2 separate regions of the Pan troglodytes genome follow, and region 2 is linked to region 1. The links are chromatin contacts, called in public HiChIP or PLAC-seq maps. All regions are on one chromosome and are shown on one strand. The core of a region is the stretch at or near the end of the contact, and the rest is flanking DNA. Distances in the headings are between cores, read along the strand shown.

Evidence for each region. HiChIP or PLAC-seq counts read pairs in DNA pulled down with a chosen protein or histone mark.
Region 2: an H3K4me3 HiChIP or PLAC-seq map of stem cell-derived excitatory neurons shows a contact between it and region 1, with 2.3 times the contacts expected there. The contact joins the promoter of ETF1 here to the promoter of EGR1 in region 1. A contact is called at or near these places in 1 of 7 Hi-C or Micro-C datasets (stem cell-derived neural progenitor cells) and 1 of 1 datasets of contacts at active chromatin or transcription factors (stem cell-derived excitatory neurons).

The regions. Positions count from the first base shown.
Region 1 is chr4:136,191,382-136,198,629 of NHGRI_mPanTro3-v2.0_pri, reverse strand. EGR1 (early growth response 1) reads right to left here and starts at 3,988. Exons shown (of 2, transcript XM_009449740.5): 1 at 3,395-3,988; 2 at 160-2,706. The coding sequence starts at 3,704. The coding sequence ends at 1,382.
Region 2 is chr4:136,267,105-136,274,352 of NHGRI_mPanTro3-v2.0_pri, reverse strand. It overlaps ETF1 (eukaryotic translation termination factor 1), which reads left to right and starts at 2,449. Exons shown (of 11, transcript XM_009449742.4): 1 at 2,449-2,591; 2 at 2,752-2,983. It overlaps LOC134810108 (a long non-coding RNA gene), which reads right to left and starts at 2,368. Exons shown (of 2, transcript XR_010157334.1): 1 at 2,284-2,368; 2 at 1,451-2,102.

The DNA of each region.
Region 1 (7,248 bases), core at 2,739-5,238:
CTCAGTCCTCATAAATAACGAACTCCAGTTTCACACAGTGGGCCTGACTCTGGCTGGAGGATCCTTGTATCTCTAAAGGCCAAGTCTTCAGAAAACCTCACAGCCCTCAATAGGGCAGAGTCCTTCCCCTAACCCAGGAAACACATACCCAATCGCAGCTACTTTATTTTCGTTTTAATTTTTTGGAAGGATATACACCACATATCCCATGGGCAATAAAGCGCATTCAATGTGTTTATAAGCCAAACAGTCACTTTGTTTAAGCAAACACAAGTACAAAGTAAAATAGAACCACAAAATAATGAACTGCATGTTCATAACATACAAAAATCGCCGCCTACTCAGTAGGTAACTACAACATTCCAACTCCTGAATATATTTATAAATTTACATTTTCAGTTAAAAAAATAGACTTTTGAGAGTTCAGATTTTGTTTTAGATTTTGTTTTCTTACATTCTGGAGAACCGAAGCTCAGCTCAGCCCTCTTCCTTATTTTGCTCCCAAAGCCTCCCCCAAATCATCACTCCCTGCCCCCCTTAAGGCTAGAGGTGAGCATGTCCCTCACAATTGCACATGTCAAGCCATCAGCAAGGCGCATCACACAAAAGGCACCAAGACGTGAAACTTTTTAAACCAAAAGGACGAAGAAAAAACACTTTCAAAAAAAAAAAAAAGAAAAACCAAACCATATTTTGCCACATGTGAGAGTACAGTCAAGCAGTATTTACAAAAAGGTTAACGGAACAACACTCTGACACATGCTCTGAGAATACTGGGACTGCTGTTTCAAAAAAAAAGGTTCAAACTTATTGTCACAGCATCATCACAAAATAGAGGATCACCATTGGTTTGCTTGGCTTTTCTTTTTTTTTTTTTCCCCCAAGTGAGGACCTAACTCCAAATAATACAATAGAATATGCAAATTATCTTCACATCAAGAGTACCCCAAGAAAAACGAAATCCATGGCACAGACACTGTACAAGGGTGCAGGGCAGGGCTCTGAGGGGCCCAAACCCCATTTTGCCAACTCGATTTTCTAGCATTGAAGGGAGCAAGGGGTCAGGCATATGATGGAGATGATACTGAAATGATTTATCCAAAATCCATGCAAATCAAGTTCTTTGTATAGAGGTGAAGAACTTGGACATGGCTGTTTCAGGCAGCTGAAGTCAAAGGGAATAGTAATTGGGGAAGGGGAAGTGGGCAGAAAGGATTGTTGGCCAATAGACCTTCCACTCCAGTAGAGAGGGAGGACTTGGCTCTGAGAAACTCCATCTGACCTAAGAGGAACCCTTCTCTCCTATGGCCATCTCCTCCTCCTGTCCTTTAAGTCTCTTGTGTTTCTTTTTCTCCCTTTTCCCTTTCTTTCCCCTTTCCCTTTAGCAAATTTCAATTGTCCTGGGAGAAAAGGTTGCTGTCATGTCCGAAAGCCCTGTGGAGGCGCTGAAGGAGTTGGTGACAGCTGAGGAAGGGAAGCTGCTGACCTGGGCCGGGAAAGCAGGGGGAACAGAGGAGTACGTGGTGGCCACCGACGGGGAGGGGAAGCCACTGTGCACAGGGGATGGGTAGGTCGAGGAGCCGGGAGAGGAGAAGGAGGTGGGCACAGGGGATGGGTATGAGGTGGTGGCCGGGGATGGATAAGAGGTAGTAACCGGGGACGGGTAAGAGGTAGCAACCGGGGATGGGTAGGAAGAGAGAGAGGAGGTGGCCGAAGAGGCCACAACACTTTTGTCTGCTTTCTTGTCCTTCTGCCGCAAGTGGATCTTGGTATGCCTCTTGCGTTCATCGCTCCTGGCAAACTTTCTCCCACAGATGTCGCAGGCGAAGGGCTTTTCGCCTGTGTGGGTGCGGATGTGGGTGGTGAGGTGGTCGCTGCGGCTGAAGTTGCGCATGCAGATGCGGCACTGGAAGGGCTTCTGGCCTGTGTGGATGCGGATGTGGCGGGTGAGCTCGTCGGAGCGGGAGAAGCGGCGATCACAGGACTCCACTGGGCAAGCGTAAGGGCGTTCGTGGGGGGGCGTCTTGCTGGGCCGATTGGGGTACTTGCGCATGCGGCTGGGTTTGATGAGCTGGGACTGGTAGCTGGTATTGAGGGCCTTCAGGTCCTGGGAGCCCGACTGAGTGGCAAAGGCCTTGATAGTAGACAGAGGGGTTAGCGAAGGCTGCTGGGTGCGGCTCTCCAGGCCCTGGAAGGGCTTCTGGTCTGGGGTGCCCAGGCCCAGATCCCCCTGCTGCTGTGGAAACAGGTAGTCGGGGATCATGGGAACCTGGAAGCCACCCTTGGCGGCAGGGTAGGCAGGAGGGGGGTACTGGAGCGCTGTCCCTGCCGAGCCCGGGAAGGCCTGGCTTTGTGGCTCAGGGAAAATGTCAGTGTTCGGCGTGGGGAAGGTGGGTGCCGCTGAGTAAATGGGACTGCTGTCGTTGGATGGCACTGCGCAGCTCAGGGGTGGGCTCTGGGAGGCGGAGGAGGAGGAGGCCGCTGGAGATGGTGCTGAGGACGAGGAGGCCGGTGGGTTGGTCATGCTCACTAGGCCACTGACCAAGCTGAAGAGGGGCTCGGGCCACAAGGTGTTGCCACTGTTGGGTGCAGGCTCCAGGGAAAAGCGGCCAGTATAGGTGATGGGGGGCAGTCGAGTGGTTTGGCTGGGGTAACTGGTCTCCACCAGCACCTTCTCGTTGTTCAGAGAGATGTCAGGAAAAGACTCTGGCAGGAGAGAGAGAAGCGGGAGGCCTGGTTACTGGAAAGCAATCACTGGAGGACGAGGATGACCCGAGCTGCCAGGCAAGAGACCAGGCCGGCTACCATTGACTCCCGAGGTAGTTAATAATTGATAGCAGCACATTGCAATGTTCCTGGACCCGCACCAGTGGCAGAGCCCATTTCAACAACAGCTGACGCAAATACGGAGAATCCCCCTCCACTGCAGCTCGCAGCGCTCCGCAGCGGCGGCTGTGCGGGCGAGGGATTCCCGCCAGCACCCCCACGGCCGCGGCTAGTGCGCGCCCCCAAACCCGGGCTGCCGGGACATCCACGGCCAAGGATCACGGTCCTTCCTTGGGGACAGGCGGCAAGCAAGGCAAGGCAAGTCTTACTGGAGGTGGGGGGCGCAGCCCCGCTCATCAAAACAAGCCCTCCCCCTCCACCCACCCACGCAGCTCCAGAGCTCTCCATCCAAAACAAAAGCTCGGTCCTCTGCGCTCCGCTAGGGATGAGGGCAGGGGGTGGGCTGTGTGGGGTTCCTTGGCATCCCTCTAACACATGACTCTGGGGATGCGAGGAATGAAAGGGAAACCCGGCTCTCATTCTAAGATCCAGGAGCACTCCTGCGGTGAAGGACAGGACGCCAGGATGGTGGCGAAAGGGTTCCCCCTCGGCGTAGGCCACTGCTTACCTGCGGTCAGGTGCTCGTAGGGCTGCTCGCCCGTGTCCGCCTGAGGGTTGAAGGTGCTGCTGCTGCTGCTGCTGCTGTTGCTGCCGCCCCCGCCGCCTCCACCGCCCCCGCTGCTGCTGCTGCTGCTGTTGCTGCCGCTGCCCTCTGGGGCCCCGGCGGCGCCGAGGAACTGGGGAGCCCCGTTGCTCAGCAGCATCATCTCCTCCAGCTTAGGGTAGTTGTCCATGGTGGGCGAGTGAGGAAAGGATCCGAACGGGTCAGAGATCTGCAGCGGGGACATCAGCTGCATCTCGGCCTTGGCCGCGGCCATCCTGGACGAGCAGGCTGGAGAGCTGGTGTCGGGGCGGGGGGGCGCAGCCCGGGGCTGGAGCTGCAGGGGACACAGTTGCGGGGGCCTGGCCGGGTTACATGCGGGGCGCGGGGAACACTGAGAAGCGCGCAGGCGGCGACCCCGACTCGCTCTGGGCGCGGGCGGGCGTGGACGCGCCGCGGCTGCGGAGGCTGGGGCAGGGGCCGGTCCTGCGGCGGCGGAAGCTGGCTGCGGCGGCGGATGGCGGCGGCGGCTCCCCAAGTTCTGCGCGCTGGGATCTCTCGCGACTCCCCGGATCCGCCTCTATTTGAAGGGTCTGGAACCGCACGGGCCCGCCTCCGTCGTGACGTACATGGCCATATATGGGAAGCAGGAAGCCCTAATATGGCAGGACCGGCCGGGAGGACCCGGAGTGACGTGAAGCCCCCCATCCGACAGCGCCCGGCACCTCCATCCTGCACCCTAGGGCCCGCGCCCGCGCCCGCATCCCAGGCGCCCAGGCTTCGGGGAAGCCTAGAACTCTAGCCGCCGCCGGGGCCTCCGGGACCCGCGCAGCTCCGGAGTTCCCGCGTTGCCCCCGCCCCTCCCTCCGCCTTCTTCCCTCCTCCCAGAGCCGGAAGCGGCCGGGCCATATCGGGCCACTCCAAATAAGGCGCTGCCCAAATAAGGGTTGTTCCGGCGGGGGATCCTTCCTGCGCCTTATATGGCATTTCCGGGTCGCAGCTGGTTGCTCCCTCGCTCCCTCCCTCCTCCCTGGTTCCAAGCCGGGAGCCCGAGCGCTCGCGGGATCCGGGGACGCCCAGGCGGGGAGGGCTCGTGGCGTGTGGCGCTGGGCGCGCGGCTGCTCAGGCGGCTCCTAGGCGTGAACTAGGCTGGGGAAGCCCAGACCCAGAGCGGGGGCGAGGGCGAGTCGGGCCGGGGTTCTATCGCTGTCATCCAGGGCCCGCCCGCCCACCTCAGGGACCGTGAGAGCGAGCCGGGAGTGCGGGGGAGGAGCGGCTGGGCCCGCCTGGGCAGGGGCCGCCCAGGAGAGGCGGGGCCTTGACCCCGGGCCTCGACCTATGGCACGGTGTCTTTCCGGGTGTCGCTGGGAAACTGAGGATAGGAAGTCACGGCCACTTGGTTCTTGGGACACTGTATAGCAGTGAGCTGCCTTGCCTCTGCCACCTGTCGGTGGGATGGGGCTGCTGGTGCCTGGGGTCCCCTGTGCTCCCCCGGAACCGAAAGGCTGTTCCCTAGTCCCCGCCGGCAAAGAGCCCACCTTTGGGGGACCGAAGTGGGGAAGCTGATTGCCCCAAGAGAGACCTGATTCCTGTTCTCACCAGGAGATAATGGTCCTTGTGGTGAGGGATCACTTTCCCCCCTTTATCCAGTCCAGGTGGAGGGCCGGCCCACACTGCGGGAATCCAAAAGGGGGGCTTCCCTATGGGCTATCTGGGGACCCCGGGCTGGGCGCGAAGAGAGGACCGGCTTGGCGGCTCGGTGCTGCCCCCTGGAGGTTCCCTCTCCACTCCCAGCCCCGGACTCCGGCCGCGCGGGCTCTTCCGCCGCCTCCTCGCTCCCCCTCCCGGATGCGGCGCTGGGCGCGGAGCCAGGCCGGGGGAGCCTTCGACGCAGTGAGCACGAACTGAGCAGGCGCTGCAGCCCGGGCTCCCCCTGCAGTCCCTGGGGAGCCGTCACTGCCGAGGCGCCCAGACTCCGGGATAACACTCCTCACCCCGAGCCTGGCCAAGGCGAGGGGGAGAAGGAAGCAGGGGGTGGGTGGTGGCGGGGGAGAACGATTCCCGCAGGTCTCCCTGGGGCCGAACGCGAACAGGGAAGCCCTCCCCGCCCCCACGACGCAGTCAATTGCGCACCCCAAAGGGAACAGGGATTCCGGGAAGGGAAGGCTCCTCCTGCTGTAGCTCTGAATCCAGAGGAGGTGCTGTTTTTTCTGGATTTAAAAAGAAAGCAGAAAGAGAATGTGGGGAAGGAGGGTGCTTGACGACACCGAGAGGGAAGGGAGGAGGTGAGGGCCTCTGTGAACCCCAACAGCCTCTGGAGGTCGGGGTCAGGGGGATTAGGTGGGGGAGGGTGTAACTTTCTTGGACTTAATCCCTCTGTGGCTGTCCCCCCTCCAAACATGTTTTCTTATAAAAACCAACTTAATGAACCAGGACTCCCTCGTCTCGGAGCCTGCCGTCTCAAGTCCGCTGGGGAGGTGGGGGGCTCACTCCCACTGTCTACCGAGTTGTCCATTGGGGCAGGAGTGATGCGCTTCTCAGAGGACTCCTGCCGCAAGGGCAGGAAGGCCAGGCTGTTGCAGCGCAGATGGTCTTGTGTCTGAATATCCATTTTGCCACTCCCTGGTAGGGTACCTTAGCCAATTTTTTTTTTAATGTTTTTATTCTTTCTGAGACGGGGTCTCACGCTGGCACCCAGGTTGGAGTGCAGTGGCGCGAGCTCACTGCAACCTCCGCCTCCCAGGCTCAAGTGATCCTCCAGCCTCCTCCTCTCGAGTAGCTTGGACTACAGGTGCCTGCCACCACGCCTGGCTTTTACTTTTTTTTTTTTTTTTTTTTTGTATTTTCGTAGAGAGGGGTTTCGCTGGGTTGCCCAGGCTGGTCTTGAACTCTTGAGCTCAAGCGATTCACCCACTTCGGCCTCCCAAAGTGCTGGGATTCCAGGTGTGAGCCACAGCACCCAGCCAGCCAAGCTTTTTGTTTACTTGTTTGTTTTTGCTTTTTTTAAGACAGAGTCTCCCTGTGTCACCCAGGCTGGAGTGCAATGGGGCAATTTTGGCTCACTGCGACCTCCGCCTCCTGGGTTCAAGCTATTTTCCTGCCTCAGCCTCCCTAGTAGCTGGGACCACAGGTGCACCCCACCACACCTGGCTAATTTTTGTATTTTTAGTAGAGACCAGGTTTCACCATGTTGGCCAGCCTGATCTTGAACTCCTGATCTCAGGTGATCCACCTGCCTTGGCCTCCCAAAGTGCTGGTATTACAGGCGTGAGCCACCGTGCCCAGCCAGCCACGCTTTTTGTGTCTCACTTTCTTCAACTGTAAAATGGGGCTAATGTTAATAATACCCACATGGGGCCTGGCACAGTGGCTCATGCCTGTAATCCCAGCACTTTGGGAGGCCGAGGCAGGCGGATCATGAGATCAGGAGATCAAGACCATCCTGGCTAACACGGTGAAACCCCGTTTCTACTAAAAATACAAAAAAATTAGCCGGGCGTGGTGGTGGCCACCTGTAGTCCCAGCTACTCCGGAGGCTGAGGCAGGAGAGTGGCGTGAACCCGGGAGGTGGAGCTTGCAGTGAGCCGAGATCACAACACTGCACTCAAGCCTGGGCGACAGAGCGAGACTCTGTCTCAAATAAATAAATAATAGTAATAATACCCACATGGGAGTATTGTTGTGAGGACTGAAATTTATGCGGGCTGCCAGATGTCAAGTCCCAACGCACAGTACCTGCCTTGCAATTGGCATTCAACAAACAGTGGCTATTGTTCTTTTCAGAGGCTTTGGATCCATAGAGTCATCCACAGTTCACCCAC
Region 2 (7,248 bases), core at 1,200-3,699, 77 kb before region 1:
CAAGATCGTGCCACTGCACTCCAACCTGGGCGACAGAGGGAGACTCCGTCTTTAAAAAAAAAAAGAAAGAAAAAAAAAAGAACAGGAAGGGTAGAGTAGGGCAATCTAATATAGAAAGGAGGAACCAGGGCAAGAGGAATGAAGGAAAACCTTGGACACAGTTGATTCCTAGTCAGTAAGCAGTGTTTATGACTAAGAAGACCCCTCCGTTCACTACTAAACACAGTGAATAACACACACACAGCAGGAGTACAATATTATATAACAAATGAACATATGCCAAAAACTACAAAATGGAACCCAAAGAAGAGGTTCCAACCTGAGATTCATTTCCTGGGGGACAGAAGTATGACCGTGTCCCCACCCTATGAAAATACAGGTAATGGGGTCACTGTATAATACACTGGACTCCAAAAATGGAGTCGGGAAGCCATAAACTAGCTGTGGACTCTGAACAGGTCCCTTTCACTTTTCTTTGCCTCAGTTTCCCCATGTATGAAATGGAGGTCATACCCCCATCTTCAAAGTGTGGACACAGTTTATAACACATGCAAAAAGTATTCAAAAACCATACAAATGAAAGCGCATGACGGACATCCCTACTTACATGTCTCATAAGCAATCTCAAACTTAACAGGCCCAAGATGAAATTCTCAATCATCCCCCAACACCTACTCCTCACCTTTCCCACCTCAGTAAATGTCACCACTTCAGTACTCTGGGAACCATTCTTGGTTTTCCTCAACCAATCCATTATCCAGTCCTATTCACTTTTTTTTTTCCTCGAGACAAGGTCTCGCTCTGTCACCCAGGCTGGAGTGTAGTGGTGTGATCTCAGCTCACTGCAGCCTCGAATTCCTGGGCTCAAGGGTTCCTCCCACCTCAGCCTCCCAAGCAGCTGGGACTACAGGCGCGGGCCACCACACCAGGCTAATATTTTGTAATTTTGTAGAGACGGAATCTTGCCATGTTGCCCAGGCTGCTCGCAAACTCCTGGGCTCAAGCGATCCTCCCCTTTGGCCTCCCAAAGTGCTGGATTACAGCCGTGGGCCACTGCACCAGGCCCTTCATTCACTTCTATCTGCACTGTCACCACCCTAATGTAAGCGAAAATCATCTCTCACATGATAATGAAGCAGCCAAAATGGTCTCTGGGCTTCTCCTGTGCTCTCTCCAGTCCAAACCAGGGCTCTAAACCCTTTAAACTACCCACTGTTCTTGAAAGAAACCAAACTTCTGAATCTGGCTTAAAAGACCCTACATGACCTCTTCCCCTGCTGCTCCCTCAAACCACTCTCCCCGTCCCTGACCTTGTGCCAGCACACTGGCGTTTCTGTAGTTCTCAACTGTATTCTGCTTCCTCCTGACAAACTCTTAATCATCCTTTGAGTCTCATTTCAGAGCTGGGTCCCCGCCATACACTCTCAGAGCACCCTGAAGTACTTAAGCATTTGTGTAATTATTTTATTACAAAAAGTATAAAATCACAAACTTAAAAACCCAATCGACTATAAGCTCCATAAGGGTAAGTACTGTCATCTGTTTGGTTCACCTCTGTATCCCCAGGAAAACAGGGTCCAGCACACGGTCTGGGCTCAATATTTGAACCCAGACGAGGTGAGGGGGGACAAAGTAGCCGCCTAAAAATCCTAACTCAAAAAGATAAAGTTTTAACCGTATGTGGATGCCCATTTTGTTTCAACTCTCTCCACCCCCATTCTCAACGGCTCAGGCCAAACCATACATGGGACCAGATAGATACCTCAGGTCTCCAAGCTCAGGCAGCCCCCGCTGTCTTCCACCCCATAAAGTTCTAAGTCCAAAGTGAGCCCCTCCTAGCTCTGGGGCGAGAGAAAACAGGACTCTTTCGCCCCTGCAGGTGAGGGTCCCGGACCGCCCGGAGGCAGGCTCCTCATCCAGACCTACTGGCCAGGACTCCTCCACACTATTCCGTGCAGCCATGACGCACGCAGACCGCAGCACTTCGTCAGCGAAGAAGCCGCTGAGCGCGAGGCGCTTCTTCGCGGCTTCTCAAGCACCGTTCAAACCGCGCGTCGGGCCCAAGTGCCTAGCTTCGAGTCGCAAAGCCTCAGATGTCCACCCTATTCAAGGAGAATGGACTGAAAAGACGACGACCCCGGTCCTCTCTCTTTAAGAACCACCCCCATTCGAGCCTGACGGGGGCTCTCAGTAAACTCGCGAGAGCCACCGGCTTCCGCCCGCTTCCTCCTCTCGCCTTGCCGGGCCGGAAGAAAGGTGGCACCTCCCACCCCCCAGCCTTACCTCACAAGGCGGCGCGGACCCAGCTGCGGCCAATCGGCGGGCTCATTGCAGGCTGCGGGGCAGAGAGCCAATGAGAAGTCGCGGCGGACGCAGAGCTTCTCCTCACTCGCACCGGCCCCCTCCCTTCCGCCTGCCGCCTTCCACTCCGCCCCTGGCGGAGGAAGTGATGTCACAGGCCCCATGTGAGCGGATTGCAACACATGCAGCTGCCTGGAGAGAGGGAGCCGGTGTCCTACGTCAGAGCCGCCGCCGCCGCGGAGCCGCCGCCGGGGAGGAGCAGCCGCTGCCGCCCAGGACTGGGCCCTTAGGTAAGGCACGGGGAGGGAAAGGCCGGTGACCTTTGTGGCGAGCTGCACCGGACGGGAGGAGAGGGCCTCTGGGGGATGGCGAGGAAGGGGGCCGCTCTGCCCCAGCGGCGGCGCTAACTCTGTGGTCTTGGTGTCTCCGGGCCCCGCCGGGCCGCTCTAGGGAGGAGGAGGCGAGAAGATGGCGGACGACCCCAGTGCTGCCGACAGGAACGTGGAGATCTGGAAGATCAAGAAGCTCATTAAGAGCTTGGAGGCGGCCCGCGGGTGAGCGCCGCGTCCGGCACCCTCCGTGCCCTCTTGGTTCCCGGACCCCTCAGGATGGACGCCCCCGCGCCGCATGGCCGGATGAGGAGAACCAGGCACTAGCCAACTCCCGCCTTCTGGATCTCTGGGTAGTAGCCCCTGACCCAGGGGCGAGGGTCGGCGCGGTTGGCCCGAGAAGGGGTCCTTTCCCCGCATGGGGGTAAGGGGCCCGCGCTCCCCGGTTTAGATCACTCGGCCCCCCTCGTGGTAGGCCACCGCTACTTTTGCACCTCTCCCGGGCCCTTAAGTCCAGGTCCTCCCTCTTCGGGCTCCAGGTGCTGCCACCCGACTCGGGTGCTATTGTGGCAAAGTGTTCGGCCTTCCTTTCCCAAGGCCCTTCCCTGATTTCCTCTTCTCCTTTCGTTTCTCAGCCAGGCCTCATTAAAATGGCCTCTCCCTTCTGGGCTTCTGAGACCCGGGTGGGTGAAGTTTGGATGGGACGGGAAGCAGAGGTGGCCAGGGACAGCTTCTTTCTGATTCCTGATTTCTCTGGGTCTTCCACCTGTCCCAAGATGACTTCTCCCAAGTCCTCTAATTACCCCGGAGCTTCCTGGTTTTAGCTGTTCCAGGACCCACCTATAAACTGAAAATGCCAACGTACGCGCGATGTGAGGGGTGCTGGGTAGGTTTTGGTTAATGAATCTGCATGTGTATGTCCAGGAGAAATATGGATTAGGGGGCCGTTTGATAGGAATCATAACTACAGAGTCCCTGCTGGCATTTCTCTGAAACTTGTGGGGATATCGCTGTAGAGAGGCGCCTGATGTGCTTGATGCTTGTTGAGTGAGATTCAGCATTGAATTAAATGGGCTTTGAGTCTTGTACATTTTGATAAGAAACTGTAGGTGTGTCCATTGCGGGGAGAGTAGGCTAGATTAAAATTAGCTGTGTGTGTGTGTTTTCTTTTTTTTTAATGTTGTTCGTTTGAGGAAGGTGTGCCAGGGGTATTCCTGTTTCTTCTATTACTTTATTTTGTTCCTTTCCCAGTCATAGAAACTTTTTACTTACAGGAAGTGCCCCCCCCCCCAAAAAAAGTGTTTGGAACATTATTACATACTTGTATGTCTGAGCATTCTTAGAATAGTAGAATGGCCTGCCTCAGGCCATGTGAAAAGTTGATTTCAGCACAAGAATTTGACATTCTGGTTTCCAGCCCAGGATTGTCATTTATGGGTAGATTTGCAATTTTAGAATGACAGCCCCTCCAAGCTCTTCATTATTACTGTTTTATGAAACAGGATGTGCTTAATTGTACTGAAGGCCCAATTCACAGGTTGGTTTTACTAGTGTTTTGTTCTTAATAAATTAGGGACAGTTCTGTTTGGAATGAGGCTTCTAAAAGTTTGGCCCCATTCAGTGACGCAGTGACGGGCTTGTGCTCACTCCTTCGGTTTACTGGAGAAACGTTAGTTTAATATGAATCGAAGACAGCGGCTTATTTGTTAGTCCTTAGGTTTTTCTTTGAATTCAATAGAATATCCAGACCTTCTTAATGATCTTACAGGAACTTGTGCCGTATGATAGAGTGACCAGTTATTCCCAAAATGTGAGAATACTGTACAGAAAGGGTAATATAGGTCACGACCCATTATGTTGCACTACCAAGAATTAGCCAGGTTCTTTTGTTTCAGTAGGATCTTCTGTTTTGTTACTTGAAGCCTTCAATCCAGTATTGCATTTTATAGATTGCTGTTGTTGCAGTATTGTATATAGGTGGATGTGACCTCTGGATTTGTTCTTACTGCTTTCAGTAGCAGGCAGGTTCACACATTTTAATTTGCATACGTTATATTCTCTGAAACAGTCCAAAAAATTAAATCATGACTATAATTTGCCTGTTTGAATGAAGTAACATTGAAGATGACATTGCTTAATAAGTAACAGCATTCCTTTCTACTGCTTAATGAAGGAAACTCATTCTTAAATTTGTTCTACCCATGTTACCTAGCCACTAGAAACTTTTAAGCGCCTCTTTAAGGCTTTTGAAGGCTTTACCTCTTTGTTTAGCAAAGTTCAGTAAAGTTTAAAGCATGCTAAAAATGAAGTTATAAGACACAACTTGTATTTCAAGTTGTTGAGTTTGGATATTTCAGACATGATTAAGCTGTCTAAAATAGCTGGAGGATCTTCCGCTACACATTGTGGTTAATAATCATGTCCTACTTTGCTTTTAATCAGAATTTGGTTGCATCTTGATCCCATGGAAATTTAAAATCTTGGCCATCTCTGAGTATTGGTAAGGGAGTCAGAAGATTCCCCAGTATATACCAGTTTTTGGAGGTGGGAATATTTTCATTGCCAACTTGTGTTAAAGTCAGACTCTAGATTTTCATAGATAGGGTACAGTGAAAAATGTTATTCCTACTTTACCTAGTGATAAAATATCTTTAGGAGAATTGTAATGGGCTTTAAAGACTTAAGTGGATGGCAAAATGAATCTGTATTTGCTGATGTTTTGGGGATACTCTGGTTTTCAGGAGGAAACTGAGGTTTTCAGGCATGGTTATTAGGACAAGGTAGTGAGACTTAGTGGTTGAGTAACAGTATTGTTTTGGAAATGAAAAAGCCCTTTCCTCCCCTTAGCAGTGTAGAATTCTAGGCATAGGAATCATGGATTTGTTTTTAACAGTAGTTATTAAAATATGCTAGAATAAGAGTGATTTTGAAATTAAGATAATCCTATGTGGTTATCTCTTGATATATGACCCAAATTTAATGTAGCTTGAAAAAGGAACCACCTGCAAAATGGGCTCACTAACTACATCTGAATAAAGGGAAGTATGTTGGCAAAATAATTTATTAAGCACATACTATATTATATTATAGACTGTGCTACAGTACATTATTAAGTCATTTAATCCTCACAAGTATTGCCACCATTTGGTAGACAAGGCACCTGAGGCTAAGAGATAATTTGTCCAAGATGTCACAGCAAAAATGTAGCAGAGTTCAGAACTTAAACCAATGTGCTATAATGGGTATATTTTATTTTCAGAAAATACAAAACTAGATTTCCTTAAAATGTAGTCTGAGCTATAACAGATTCTATTTTATGTTACACGTGTGTAGAAGAGCATTTATAGAGGCCACATTACTAAAATGGGGAACTTGATAGCATTCTGTTTTGTAACCAGCATCATACTTAATCTTCTGAGTTGAAAGGAGTATCACACATAAACTTGATTTTTGATTTGGGTAGAACATGCTTATTTGGTTTCAGATAAGCCTGGTCGAATGTTAGTTTGTGTGTGCTAGTAAAATAAGCAGTTAATTATTTTGGTAGACATAGGCCCCACTTAAAGTTGATGGTAGTTCTTCCCTGTTAATGATTGCTCCTGGTATATACTCCACAGTTGGCTTATGAAGGACAAATGTATACATAAACCAATACTGTGGTTGAGGGTATCTTGAATAAGGAACTAAAACAGGTCAACGTATGTTGGAAAAAGGGGGAGAATTATTGGTTGTTTTTTCTCTTGGTGTTTTCTGAGCAGGCAAGAGGTGGCCTCAGAAATAGTGTTGGACACCTTATAGTTTTAAGGTAATGTTAATAAAATCATAACTAGAGCCTGTGCTAGCCAGGGACAGTGGTGAATGTGACAAAGGAATGGACAGTGTTAATTTGGGTTAGGTTGTGTCTGTGGGTGTTAAAATGTCTTCACTTATCTTCACTAGGAAACCTTATGTGTTTCTTATCCAGTGAACACTTGGTCAGATAACCCTCATAACCATAACCCTTGTTTGAAGGTCAGTGAGCTTGCAAACTTCTGCTGTAGTGTTTGGACATTTTAAAAACTGTTTACTTAAAAATAACTTGTTGATATCTTAACTCTAAATGAAATAAAATTGGTTGTTCCTGCCCCCAAATATAACCATTTTTAAAGAATCCCCACTGAATTCCTCACATTATATAGATTTAACAGTTAGTGTTTTGGCGAGATCATTGAATAGGTTAATGTTTTAAATCTTAGAGATAATTAATATGAACAGATTGCTTAATTTATATACTTTGAATAAATTAAGGTATGTTGGATGTGTTTGACTACCTTCCCCAAGTAAACATTGTTGGTTAATAGAATATTCACCTAAATGGTGGTGGAAATAATATTCTCAAAGCACTGAATTTCACATTCTTTTTTTTTTTTCCCTCACTATCGTTGAAGGACTGGTTGTAGCTAAAATGATACATTGTGGTCTTTGATACAGATACCTGAACCATTTAAAGTTCAGGCTCATAAAGAAGACTTTTTTTGTCCTCTATTCTGGCTCTTTCCATGCCTCCCTTCCCCCAAACTGTTGGTTAGACAAATTAAAAGACCACATGAGGACTGGGCATGATGACTCACACCTGTAA